2 separate regions of the Mus musculus genome follow, and region 1 is linked to region 2. Evidence: chromatin contacts called from public HiChIP or PLAC-seq data. All regions are on one chromosome and are shown on one strand. The core of a region is the stretch at or near the end of the contact, and the rest is flanking DNA. Distances in the headings are between cores, read along the strand shown.

Region 1 (5,711 bases), core at 1,476-3,975, 530 kb before region 2:
AAAGTTATAACAACCAAAACAAGAGATAGCTCAACAGTTTAGAGAGGAGAGTTCAGGAAATACTCAGATCTGCATGGAGCATCCCTTCATAGTTCAGGTGACATCGGACATTGGTGGGGCGGGCCAAGATATTTAATAAGTATGTACCGACAAGCTGGCTGTACATAGGGACAGGCTTCCATGTTTTCTTGCAGATTGCCTGTACATTTTGTCTCTACTCTGTTTGGATCAGGTTTATGCCCTCCTCTTGTACCTGTGATCTCTGAATTCATAGCTTAGGCCTGCCTATAGTGACAGCTAAGTTGTGGGGAAAGCAGGCCTTTCTGCTGCTCTCTTGGATACGCGCACATCCTTTTTTGCCTCTGCTCTAGCCTTTTGCGTTTATATGGCATTGAAATTAGGTGCAGAGAGTGGGCCCTCCTCCTCCTCTGTTCCTGATCTCAGAGCCCAAACACTCAGTCTTTAACAACTGAGTGATACCGCAGATAATCTTAGAAAAGAAAATCAGAGAAGGGGTTTTGCCAAATTGCCTCGCATAGACTTGAACTCATGACTCTTGTGCTTTGTTTTCCGGAGAGGCTGGAACTGTAGGTCATGCCACTGCTCCTGGCTTTGTTCTCCCGAGAGACTGGAACTGTAGGCTCGTGCCACTGCCCCTGGCTTTGTTCTCTGTCACATTGAGAAAAGGCTCCTCTCCATTTCTATTTTCCGAGATTTAAATTTTGGATGTTTATTGAATTCTATGAACTGTGTCTGTGCCAACTGATGTGATTTTTCTTCTTTAACTAGTTAGTTTATGATTTTATCAAGTATTGATAGTAATGCAATTTTAGCTCATAAATATAGCTAAGAAGTATTTTCCTCTTTTTGAAAGAAATCATATGAAAGTAACGCTGATTGTTCTGGAAAATTTTTGTGAATGGATCAGAGAGATGGCTCAGTGATTAAGAACATTTGTTGCTCTTCCAAAGGACCTGGGTTTGGTTCCCAGCACCCAGAGGTTGGCTCACAACCATCTGTACCTCTAGTTCCAGAAGATCTGACACCCTCTTCTGACCTGGGCCACCAAGCATGCACATGGTATACAGACAAAATTCAGGCAAAGCATTCAAACACATAAAATAATGCTAAACAATAAATAAATAAATAAATAAATAAATAAATAAATACATAGTAGAACTCTACAGGACCATCAATGCCTGAAGGTAGTCCTCTTTAAAATTTTTTAAATTATAAATTTAATTTTCTAAATACTTATAGGAATATTTAACTTGTTTTGTACCAGGACTGTTAACAACCATTAATTAAGTTTATTGTTGGTGTCCACTGTGGTATTTTCATGTATAGATGAACAGTAGTTTCTAAGGGAAGCTAACCTCTTCTCCTCCTCCTCTCAATTTATTTTATTTTGAGCAATTAATCCATTCATCTAAATTGTCAAATTTACGTGTGTGAAGTTGTTTGCAGCATTTCTGTGGGGACTGTAGTGATGTCCTTGCATTCCCAAGAGCAGGAATTTGCATCTCCTTCAGTTAGTTTTTCTTGACAGTGACAGTGCTACAGGTTGTTCCTTGGTTTTTTTAGATTTTTTTTTCCCTATTGCTTTTGTTTTTGATTTCATCTTTTTTTGTTTTTTTGTTTTTTCAAGACAGGGTTTCTCTGTGTAGCCCTGGCTGTCCTGGAACTCACTTTGTAGACCAGGCTGGCCTCGAATTCAGAAATCCTCCTGCCTCTGCCTCCCGAGTGCTGAGATTAAAAGTGTGCACCACCACGCCCGGTTAATTTCATCTTTTCTTGTTTCCTCTCTCCCCCTCCGTGTGTTTTGAGATTATTTCGCTCTTCTCCCTCTAAGCTTCTGAAGCAAGAATTCATACAGATGACGGAGTGTTCCCTCTTGTGAAACCACATAGAGGTGTAGAGAGTCTCCTCCTATCAGTGATCAGTCTTGGCGTTTTGCCTATAGGATGCAGATTTTCAGAGGCTTCTCTTCTGTCCGTGTCTTTTGGTATTCTGTGTTGCCAGCTCCTTCAGCTCCAACCCTGGGATATACAAGGCAAAAGGCCATCCCAGAGAACTCACCATCATGCCTGTCCTTGGATCTAAGGACTTGGTCCTTCTCTTGGTTTCCAGAGTTATATTAGTCATCATATCCAGAGTTCTTAGTTGTATTTAGAAAGAATACAGGTGGAAATACAACCATGATGTGGTCTCAAGGGCCAAATTCTTACATTTCTCCAACATCCATTTCTGCTCTTCCTAGATACCTGTTATAACTACTGGTGATCAAAGAGAGGCCTCCGTCCCCAAAGTGCTTGCTGTGCAATCCTGAGGCCCTGAGTAGGTTTCCCAGAACACGCATACGAAAGTCAGACATAATGTTTTGTACTTGTAATATTGGTCCAGAGGGAATGGAGACAGGCAGATACTTGGGGCTCAGTCAGCTTAACTTACTGGGTGAGTTCAAAATTCCAGTGAAAAACCTTGTCTCAAAAAATAAAATGTATAATACCTTAGAAATGACACTTGAGGTTGACTTCTGGCTTTCACACACACACACACACACACACACACACACACGTAATTGGTCAGTCTTACAAAAATACTGGAAACAACCCACTTCATAATAATATATGAAATATAATAAGTGAATAATGTGTAAAAGGTGCTGAAGTTCTGTGTCCAGTGTCATGCTGAAAAATGCCAAAGGATTCTACAGAGCCACAGGCAAGATGCCTATAGTATCTTGTGGTCAGTCAAAAAGAATTTCACTAGTGTTGCTCATCTCAAAAGACCATCTCTGAAAGGATAAAGCATTCCATTCCAGGTTTAAAACAAAAACAAAAACACCTCACAAACAGCTCACCTTCACTGTCACAACACTCCAGGATGGACGGATCCTCCCGAATGACGGAGGTCAGAGAGTTGACATCTCCATTCGATGCTGCCTGATACACCATTGCCAGGTCGACTTCTTCAGATGAGTCACCTGCATGAACCAGACACTCTGTTAATATGTAGAGTACGTTCACTCAAAGAATACCACAAGACCAGATTGTCACCCACACAAGTGAGTCACTAAACCTCCCTCCCCAGTGAATCCAGGCAGAGGCTGAGTCAGCTTAGTCACATACTCCTTTCTGGAAAAGACACTTCTGAAGAAAAGTGGGCCACTCTAGGTCATTTGCAACGCCACCACGTGTTGGCAAGGAGCCTTGGGATTAGGCACTCTTTGCATGTCATGACTCTTTGGGCATGCTGGTTTCCCAAAATTAGAGAGACCAGCAAGGGAAGAAGGCCAGTGTCTTGGCTTCAATCTATTCTTCAAGACCCAAAGCATGCTACAGTCTTCTCTTTTGCTTGTTTCCTGTTTAGAGTCAAGTTCTCGTGTAGCCCAGGTTAGCCTTGAGTATTCTATATAGCCGAGGCTGATCTTGGATTGCTGATTCTCTTACATCCACCCCTTGCATTTGCAGATGTGGGCTGCTATGCCTGATTCTATGCAATTGTTGGGCATTGAAGGCATGTGCTTTCTAGGTAAGCCCTCTACCAACTGAACTACATCCATGGACGCATGACCTGTCTTCTTAGTACCTCAGTTCATCCATCTTTGGGAAAAGCATTATGCTCCTCCCTCTCTCTCCTCCAGAGATGTTCTGCACCTTCATCTGTGATGACTGTATCTCCAGATGCCTTTATCCTGCATGGGAGGATACATGGGAGGGAGGCACTGAAGACTGGGAAGGGAGAAGATGGGGCTCTCCCTCCCTTGCTTGGCATCCAGCAGTAGCTGCCTCCTTCCCACCAGGAGCTTTCCCTATGCAGAACTAGCTCTCATGTGGCCCCCCTCATAACCTGCCCACCACTGTTGTCCTGCAATTGAAAGGAGAGCCATACCTTTTCATTGGTGCTCATCTACTGCATTTATATTGGCTTCTCATGCCTCATTTTGCATACCCCCCCCCCAATTAAAACCTGTTCAGTTTCAAACACCTGGGTTTGTAAAGATGCTATTTCTAGAAGAACTAAGGTTGTACGAAACTGCTTTGAATGAGGGAGCCAACTGTTTACTGTGCCTTTGTGAAGAATTGATCCAACAGGTCTTACTGCCAAGGATGACAACAGACTGTGGTCAGGTGACTGCAGGAATGCACAGAGATGGTTAAGAAGCGAGCTGTCTTGTGGGACACCTCAGGGGAGGCTGTGCCAAGCCCCTCTATTAGAGAGAGGATATCTCAACAGTTTTAAAGTTGTGTTTTTCTTCTCGGGTGGACACTAAGACCATTGGCCTTTTGGTTCTTTGAACTTTAGCTGCCACGAGTCCTAAAGTTTGGGTTTGGTTTCTCTGTCCCAGTATTTCTGAGAAACCATTAATGATTTTTACCCAGCTAGCCAGTCCAACGCAAGCTCGTAGCTGGGGATGGCTTATTTACAATAACATTGTTTTGTACAGCGAGTGACTGCTTTCTAACTCGTCCATGTTTTGAAGCAGGCTCCCCTACTCATTTGCATGGCAGGGTGCGGTTGGCTTGATGACTTTGGAGTCAGATACCTTGGGTATATGCCAGGCTTGTGCTAACCAGCTGCGTGGAATTGTGGGCCAGTCACCCTCACCGGGCTTAGTTTCCTTATCTGTAAAGTGGAGATCTTGACAACACTGACAAGTGCCTCCCTTAGAAACTACCTCCCTTGGGTGGAGTGACTCTGTGTTAAAATTAATCCTGTGTGCTTAACAGCAACCTGGCATTTAGTAAGCATTTTTTAGTACTTGCTACTTATTCTGCTCCACTTAAAAAAATGTTAGCTTATTTAGACAGTATTACATGTCTGGGGTATATATTTAAAATAGGGCTCTTGTTGATGAAGGCAACTAATGAAGCCATATATCACTTAGATTTTGTTACAGATCTTCACATAATTCAGGGCATTTTGTTAAGATGATTCCCAGGGTCTCTGGGTGTTGGAACTAAGGCCCCAACTTAAAAGAGGGACCTACTTTCTAGTAATACGTGCACATTCAAAGATGCTGGTAGTGACCCCTGGGAAGAAGCCTGATTGGGTCAGGAAGCTGCCGACGGTGACAGGTGGACTACGGAGCTGTTTGTTTCTTATTGATCTGAGGCAGGGCATCACTGTGTAGCCCTTGATGGCCTAGAACTCATGAGTTGTAGATCAGACTGGTCTCAAATTCATGAGTGATCTACCTGTGCCCCCCACCCCACCCGCCGTGCTAAGATCACAAGTGTATGCCATCACACCAGATTCAACTGTGGGGTTTTAGAAACTGCATGCTACTTGATAACATGTTCATGTTCAGTTCATGACTGATATACACAGTACTTTCATCACGATGTGGTGCTGTACTGCCTCCTAGAATTAGGATCCCAAAAATATTTTGCCAGAAGGATTTGAATATTACATTTATGTGCAATATATCTGAGCCTGTCAAGTACCCATGAGACTCATTGAAAGATGGCTGAATCTGTCTTTTCTGTTGCTCAACCTCCCCTCTTCCTGATGCTAGCTTTACCTTGAACACTCCGGGGTGGTCATCAGTACTCCACTTCCAGGCAAACTGCAGTTTCAGTGGACTATTCTATCCTGACCCAGATTCAGAATATGTGACCTGGAACAGAGCTATTAAGAATTTGCATTACTGTGGTCGAGGTGACATATTCAGGGCTGTGGACCGATTAGAGTCTATGAAAAGCAAA
Region 2 (5,952 bases), core at 504-3,003:
GGACATCAGAGTATATTACACACATGTATGAAATGTCATAAGAAAGCCCACCACCCATACAGTTACTATGTGCAGACAGCATTGCTTGCTTCCTGCCAGCTCTATCTTACCCTGTGTCTGGGTTCGCAGTTCCTGCACTTGCCATCCCTGGACACCACCCCCCTGACTGCCTTAGTTCTCCACTGCCTCCCAGGTTGCTTGGCTGAGACGGCACAGCTGTCCGCCTCCCCGACACAGACTCTTGGATCTTCCTCGGGGCTGTGTTTTGTCACTAACTTCAGGAAAATCAAATTAACTAGATCACATGGGCAAGTTTCAAGCAATGGGAAAGCCCCCTGACTAAGGACAAATGATCTGGACTCAGGGTGGTTTCTTGCTAATCCTGCCTTGGTGTTTTCCTGGGGCCAAATTCTGTCTCTTTAAACCTCTTGCCTAGCATCTGACCTCCCTTCTCCATGCAGCGCCCCTCAGGGCACAGCAGATGTTTCTACCAGAGAAGGATCTTTTTGGTTCGGAGGCTCCTACAGGAAGGAAGGGCATTTTTTTTTCCTTCACAAGCATCTGCAAATACCAGGGGCATCCGTTAGCACTGCTTGTAAACTGAAAGCTGAGTAAGACAAATCTTGCCCTCAGGTAGACCCAGTCCGAGGAGGACAGTCCACCCTACTCAGCATGTACTTGCCTAGTCCATCCCTTGTGCCAACCTTTCTAGTAAGACAGTGATAGTAGACTTGAAACCCACTTCTGTCTTCATTCCCAGTCTGGTGGTAGGGACAGACAGACGAGTGAGGAGCTGTGTGCTGAGGAGGCTGGAGGAAGGTTCTCTGCACTGTTACAGGGGCTGTAGCCTGAGGGGAGCTCAGTTAGTGTCTAGGGCAGTATGGGGTGACTGACCATAGGGCCTTGGAAATGTGAGCCCATAGGCTGATAAAAGGGGTGGGGCTGAGGGGGTCTAGATGGGCCGCTCATCAGTTAAGAGCACTGTTGATTCACTCCGGTCCCAGTTAACTGTAACTCCAGTACCCTCTTCTGACCTCCTCCGGTACTTAAGCACACTCCGGATGCGCCTATGGACATGCAGGCAAAACACTCTCCCTTCAAAGGAATAATTCCAATTAAAAAAAAAAGTCCGCCGTGCCCCAGGGAGCACTGCATGAAGGGAGCACGGGCACCAGTCCTGGGGGGACACACCTCGGGAGAGCATGGTAGGGTTAGCTTTTGTTCTCCCTTCCCTCGTGCTAGGAAAACTCAGGTTCTATCAGAACACTGCCAAGTGGTTTTCATGTTTCAGTTTGAAAGTCTTGAGGCTTAGAACTGTGTCGTCCGTTATCAGCCTGACTGAGAGTTAAGTGAGATTGCTGTTCCTGACAGAGAGCATTGGCTGACCCGCGTGCTCACGAAGGAGTCGCTGTTGGTTTAGTGGGAATAATAGTTTCTGTCACACTCTCGCCCAGTACACGGTTGTTGTTAAAACTGGAAAGTGGTTCCGACGGGAGGTTTAGAAGCACGCACCCGACAGTCATGAGTCAAGCCCTGCCAGCGTAAAGCCATAGAAGTGTGATCCTGCTGAGTCATCAAAAGTGAAAAGACACTGGCACTTAGGACGGCTTCAGGGTGCCCCTGAGGTGAGGAAGGCATACTTAGGAAGACCTTGACTCCAGCTATATTTGGGGCAGGATGTCAGAGTGAGTGCTGCTTCTGTTCGAAGTGATTTGTGGGCAGGCTACCTTTGCTATTAATAATCGTCTAAATTACATTTTTAAGGAAAGAGCGCCCCCTACCGAGCAAAGCGTCGTTTTTCCTGATCCCCTTCCCTTCCTGTGACCTTCGGGTTTTCCAGACAAGGCAGTCAGCTCTAGTTGGTTCATCTTGCAGTAAAGGGGCAGCCGGCAGCCAGGATGCTCCTAACACCATCTAAACAGCACTTTGCACGTTTCAGTGTCCCAACCAACTGGCTCGTCTCATGATGGACACATTGGCAGAGAAGAAGAGAACTATTCTAAAGAGTGACTAGGGAGAGTGACATATGGCATGTGGCTGGGGCCATGATCTACTGGGAGCTGCACTCTCAGGGGTGGGGCTGCTACTGAGATGATCCTGTTACTGAGATGATCCTGTCACTGCAGGGATTCCTGGGATCCACCTGCAAATCCAGACCTACGGAGGAGTGCGATCCACCTGGGCCTTTTCAGTCTCAGGGTTTTAATAATAAATAGTGTGCTCTCTGCTGAGAAGCTGAGACATGGACGCTTAGCAAACATGCCAGCGTCTTAGCTAAGGAATGCTATTTCATAATTTTGTAGTCATGATTTTTAGAGGGTTGATACACTTTTGGTAACATGGCTTAATTAATTACTTGGCATGTATCTTAGATTTTCCACTTTGCTGAACTATACAAGCATCTGGTAATTTTTAAGGGATATGTAACCTACGGGCTGAATTGATCCGTACTTGCGACATGTTCCTCTGTATTATACAGCCTGTAAAAGGATTTATATCAAGATCATGAACTAATTAATACAACTACAGGGGCTGGCGAGATGGCTCAGCTGTGACAAGCATTTTTGCTCTTGCAGAGGACCTGGGTTTGGGTCCCAACACCAAGATGGCAGCTCACAGCCATCTGTAACTTGGGTTCTGAGAGATCTGACACTCTCTTCTGGCCTCCATGGGCAGTACTCAGACACATGCAGACACACACACACACACACACACACACGCACGCACATACACACACACAAATAAATCTTTTAAACCCACAACTTTAAGGAGTTAGAACGTGGTATAGAATGTGTGTGTGTGTGTGTGTGTGTGTGTGTTGTGTGTGTGTGAAGTCAGAAGCACCAAGTGTAATTCACAGGAGTCCAGTCATTTGTTTTGTTGTTGTTTGAGCTTAAGATATATCTTGAAATGACAGATGCCTAAATAATGAATATTAACTGACCGAATAGCTAATAGTCATGAGAAGATGGTTTTAAAATTATAAAATACTCGGTTATGGCAAAAGTTATACTTTCAGATTAGCCCTCAGAAGCTAATGTGAGCCAGGGGTAGCGATGATCCCAGCACTTGGAAGGGAAAGCTGGGCAGGCAGGCAGCTCGAGGCCATCCTTGGTCACAGTGGGTTTTAACTGATATATGCGACCCTGTCCAAAAGTGAGAAATAAGCCATAATTTCATGAGTTGATACAAATTAAGCATTTCTGGTAATGTTATCCCCGGTTCTTGGCAAAGTAGGCCAGGTGCCCACAAAGAGGCCTGTGCTAGAGAGTTGGACCTCAGTGTAGGATGTCACTGTGGCTGCACTGCCACCAAGCCTGGGCAGGCGCTCCTAGCCCCCCTCCAGCCCCTGATGCTCTCCAGTTCCCTGCACGCCAATATGGAGAGTGGCTCTGTGTCTTTTAAGGGATGACATTGATGATGCAGTTAATCTTCTATGAGACCGCAACAGTAATGTTTTCGTGTAAAACAGCCTGGAAACCCATGCTTTGCACTCGCTACTTAACAGCTTGAATGTTCTTAACAGCTTTAGATGTCTCTAAGAGAGCTTTGAAACGATGCCCATGCCTAGTAACTAAGTTAGTACTGTTCTTAAAATCATCAAGCATTGAGTGTCTTCCCGGGCCGTGTTATCACAGAGCGTGTGTGATCCACATAGCTTCTGACCAGATGGAGATCATGTAAGAGTCCCACGTTTAAATATGCTGGTCACCAAGGTTGCTCTAGGAAGCTTTGTTTCTGATGCCGTGTCCTCGTGCCGTAGGGAAATTGCACCTGTCATTTGACAGAAATTATATGATCCTAGTACCCACACTGAACAGACCCAATCCCTGACTCCTGAGCCCAGAAGAGCCTCCACCATAGTCTTCATGTTCTTCATGTTTCTAGCCAAGTATTACCTTCCGAACCCGATGGGAAAAGGCGGCAGTGGGGTGGGTAATGGTTCTATTTGGTGCTTTCATGTATGCAATAGTAAGTATTGCATACATGAAATAGTATGCAATAGTATATATGTATGTATACATATACATTCACATATATATGAAGCATCATGGTTTAGGTGGAAGGGGAGAAAGCTTTGAGGACAGAAAGACCTGGTTTTAAAGCCCCCAAATTCTCTCGTAACTGAGAGCTCATAGACTACTTAACCTTTTTGTAAGAGTCTATCCTCAGCCATGACCGTGAGTCTTGGCTGTGCTCAGACCTGGAGCAGCACCTGGACCTGAGGCAGTCTCCACAGCACAGTGTAACAGCAGCAGTGTTCATAGTTCTAGTAGTCCCTGTCTCCCCATTTTACTTACACAAGAGGTCAGCAGGGGGAGGCGTGAAAGTTAGCTCCCTCCAAAGTACCCTGTATACAGACCATGCTCTGGAACCGCCTTACGGAACAGTAACCCCGCTTGACGGTGAGGCGTGTTGAACAACTTGGACCTCAGTTACATGGCGAGTAAGATTTGACCCTAGGCGGCCTGGCTCCAGGGCTCACACCCCGTGGTCAGTGAGTTCGCATCTGACCTTGTCTCCCCCATCCTCGGAACACGCATTACAAGAAATGCGATCTCTGCTGTTGCATATATGAGTAACGTGTATATACATTTTCCTGCCAAGTCCAACCTGTTAAGTGTTGTTGTCTCTTGGATGGAAACTCCCTGTGTTTCTCCGGGCTTTGGTGCCTCTCTTCCCTGCGCACATGCACACCTGCACCCCAGAAGGGAGGCTTCCTTCTCCTCCTCAGCGCAGCTGAGTGGGCGACTGTGGTCTGTTGCTTTCTTTCTGTCTTTTCTGGAGATTGAGACTCCTCTAGCTGTCAGATCAGCCCCGTCCATCGGCCGTGATGGCCTTTCATCCTCCTCCAGGGCCTGATGTCCAGTGTTCTCTGACATGATTGGGTTATAAGTCAGCCCCTGCCTGCGCTAGGCTGTCCATGCTGAAGGCTAAAGGCTCACCGGTGCTGTCTTTCAGACCCCCAGGGTCTGTTACCAGGAAAAGAGAACACTCTACAGGCCCCTTCCAAAGATCTGAATAGTGGGGCTTTCTTGAGGCAGTAAAGCGGTTTTTAGAGAAAAACCTTCTTAACTTCTTTGAACTTACTCCAGAACTCACGCTTCGGCTGAGAATCAACGGACCAGACAGGTGTAGCTGAACTCGGGCTCTGCCAGCCTTTGGATGGAGTCAGCTCCCATTGTCCGAGGACCACTCCCTTCACTGGGAGATTCGGATTTGGAGCCTTTGCTGACACACACACTAAAAAATCTCCCTCCCTATTTGAGCTCCTGAAGGCAGAGCTTTATGATCACTGAAGCCCTATGTTAACATCTAAGACAGTTGGTGTCGGGTTCTTGTCTGGATTCGCGTCTTAGGAATATTGGCTGCTGAAACGGGGTCTGTAAGCGAAAGCCAGAGCACACTTCATGCAGTGTGTTCCGTTAGAGCAGCACCTCCCCGTCGGGCACGTTCCTCTCGCAAGAGTTGCCACGCTGAGCAGTCGAGATGGCCCTTGTGGGCCTTCTTTCCTGCAGTGCACCTAGGTTTTCACTAAAGGCTCCGAGACAGGCTGCAGCGAGCGGGCTCGGCTGTCTGTTGCGCTGGTATCTCCTGGTCTGCACACAGATGTGGTGTCTGGGAATCATAAAAGCATTATCTCTTCAAATGGTGTGGCCCCTGTGTAGTTTGTACACGTCTACACCATCATCCTTCAGAGGGTCCATGTCTGCCCATCCCGCTATTGATAGTTGTTCAGGCACCACCTCCTCAGTAGACCTTTCTAGAGCTTTCTATAGGTAGTTAGCATCGAGTTGATTCTACTGCAGCGTTGTGTACTTTCGTACTTCTGGGGCCGCAGAGGTGCTGTTCTGTGTACCTTCTGTGCATTTATTTTTATCCTCCTGCCTGAGCCACTGCCCACATGGGCAGGTGTGCCACTCCCAAGTAGAATGGTCTGCTAGCTTTCCA

What was found. HiChIP or PLAC-seq counts read pairs in DNA pulled down with a chosen protein or histone mark.
Region 1: an HNF4G HiChIP or PLAC-seq map of pancreatic cancer cells shows a contact between it and region 2. The contact joins two enhancer-like sites. A contact is called at or near these places in 2 of 484 Hi-C or Micro-C datasets (bone marrow-derived macrophages and olfactory sensory neurons), 4 of 115 datasets of contacts at active chromatin or transcription factors (astrocytes, embryonic basal ganglia, embryonic stem cells and 1 more) and 1 of 9 other capture datasets (embryonic stem cells).

Annotation. Positions count from the first base shown.
Region 1 is chr13:112,315,700-112,321,410 of GRCm38.p6, reverse strand. Ankrd55 (ankyrin repeat domain 55) reads right to left here. Exons shown (of 11, transcript NM_029898.3): 2 at 2,864-2,986. Among named protein-coding and RNA genes, the nearest start is that of Ankrd55, 30 kb to the right of the region's middle. Within about 2 kb of position 2,725, at least 58 of the 459 cell types and tissues checked have an H3K27ac peak or open chromatin away from gene starts, as enhancers often do. A contact at or near this core is called in bone marrow-derived macrophages and pancreatic cancer cells, where this site is marked.
Region 2 is chr13:111,784,157-111,790,108 of GRCm38.p6, reverse strand. The region is part of intron 1 of Map3k1 (mitogen-activated protein kinase kinase kinase 1); the gene reads left to right. Among named protein-coding and RNA genes, the nearest start is that of Map3k1, 22 kb to the left of the region's middle. Within about 2 kb of position 1,753, at least 113 of the 459 cell types and tissues checked have an H3K27ac peak or open chromatin away from gene starts, as enhancers often do. A contact at or near this core is called in bone marrow-derived macrophages and pancreatic cancer cells, where this site is marked.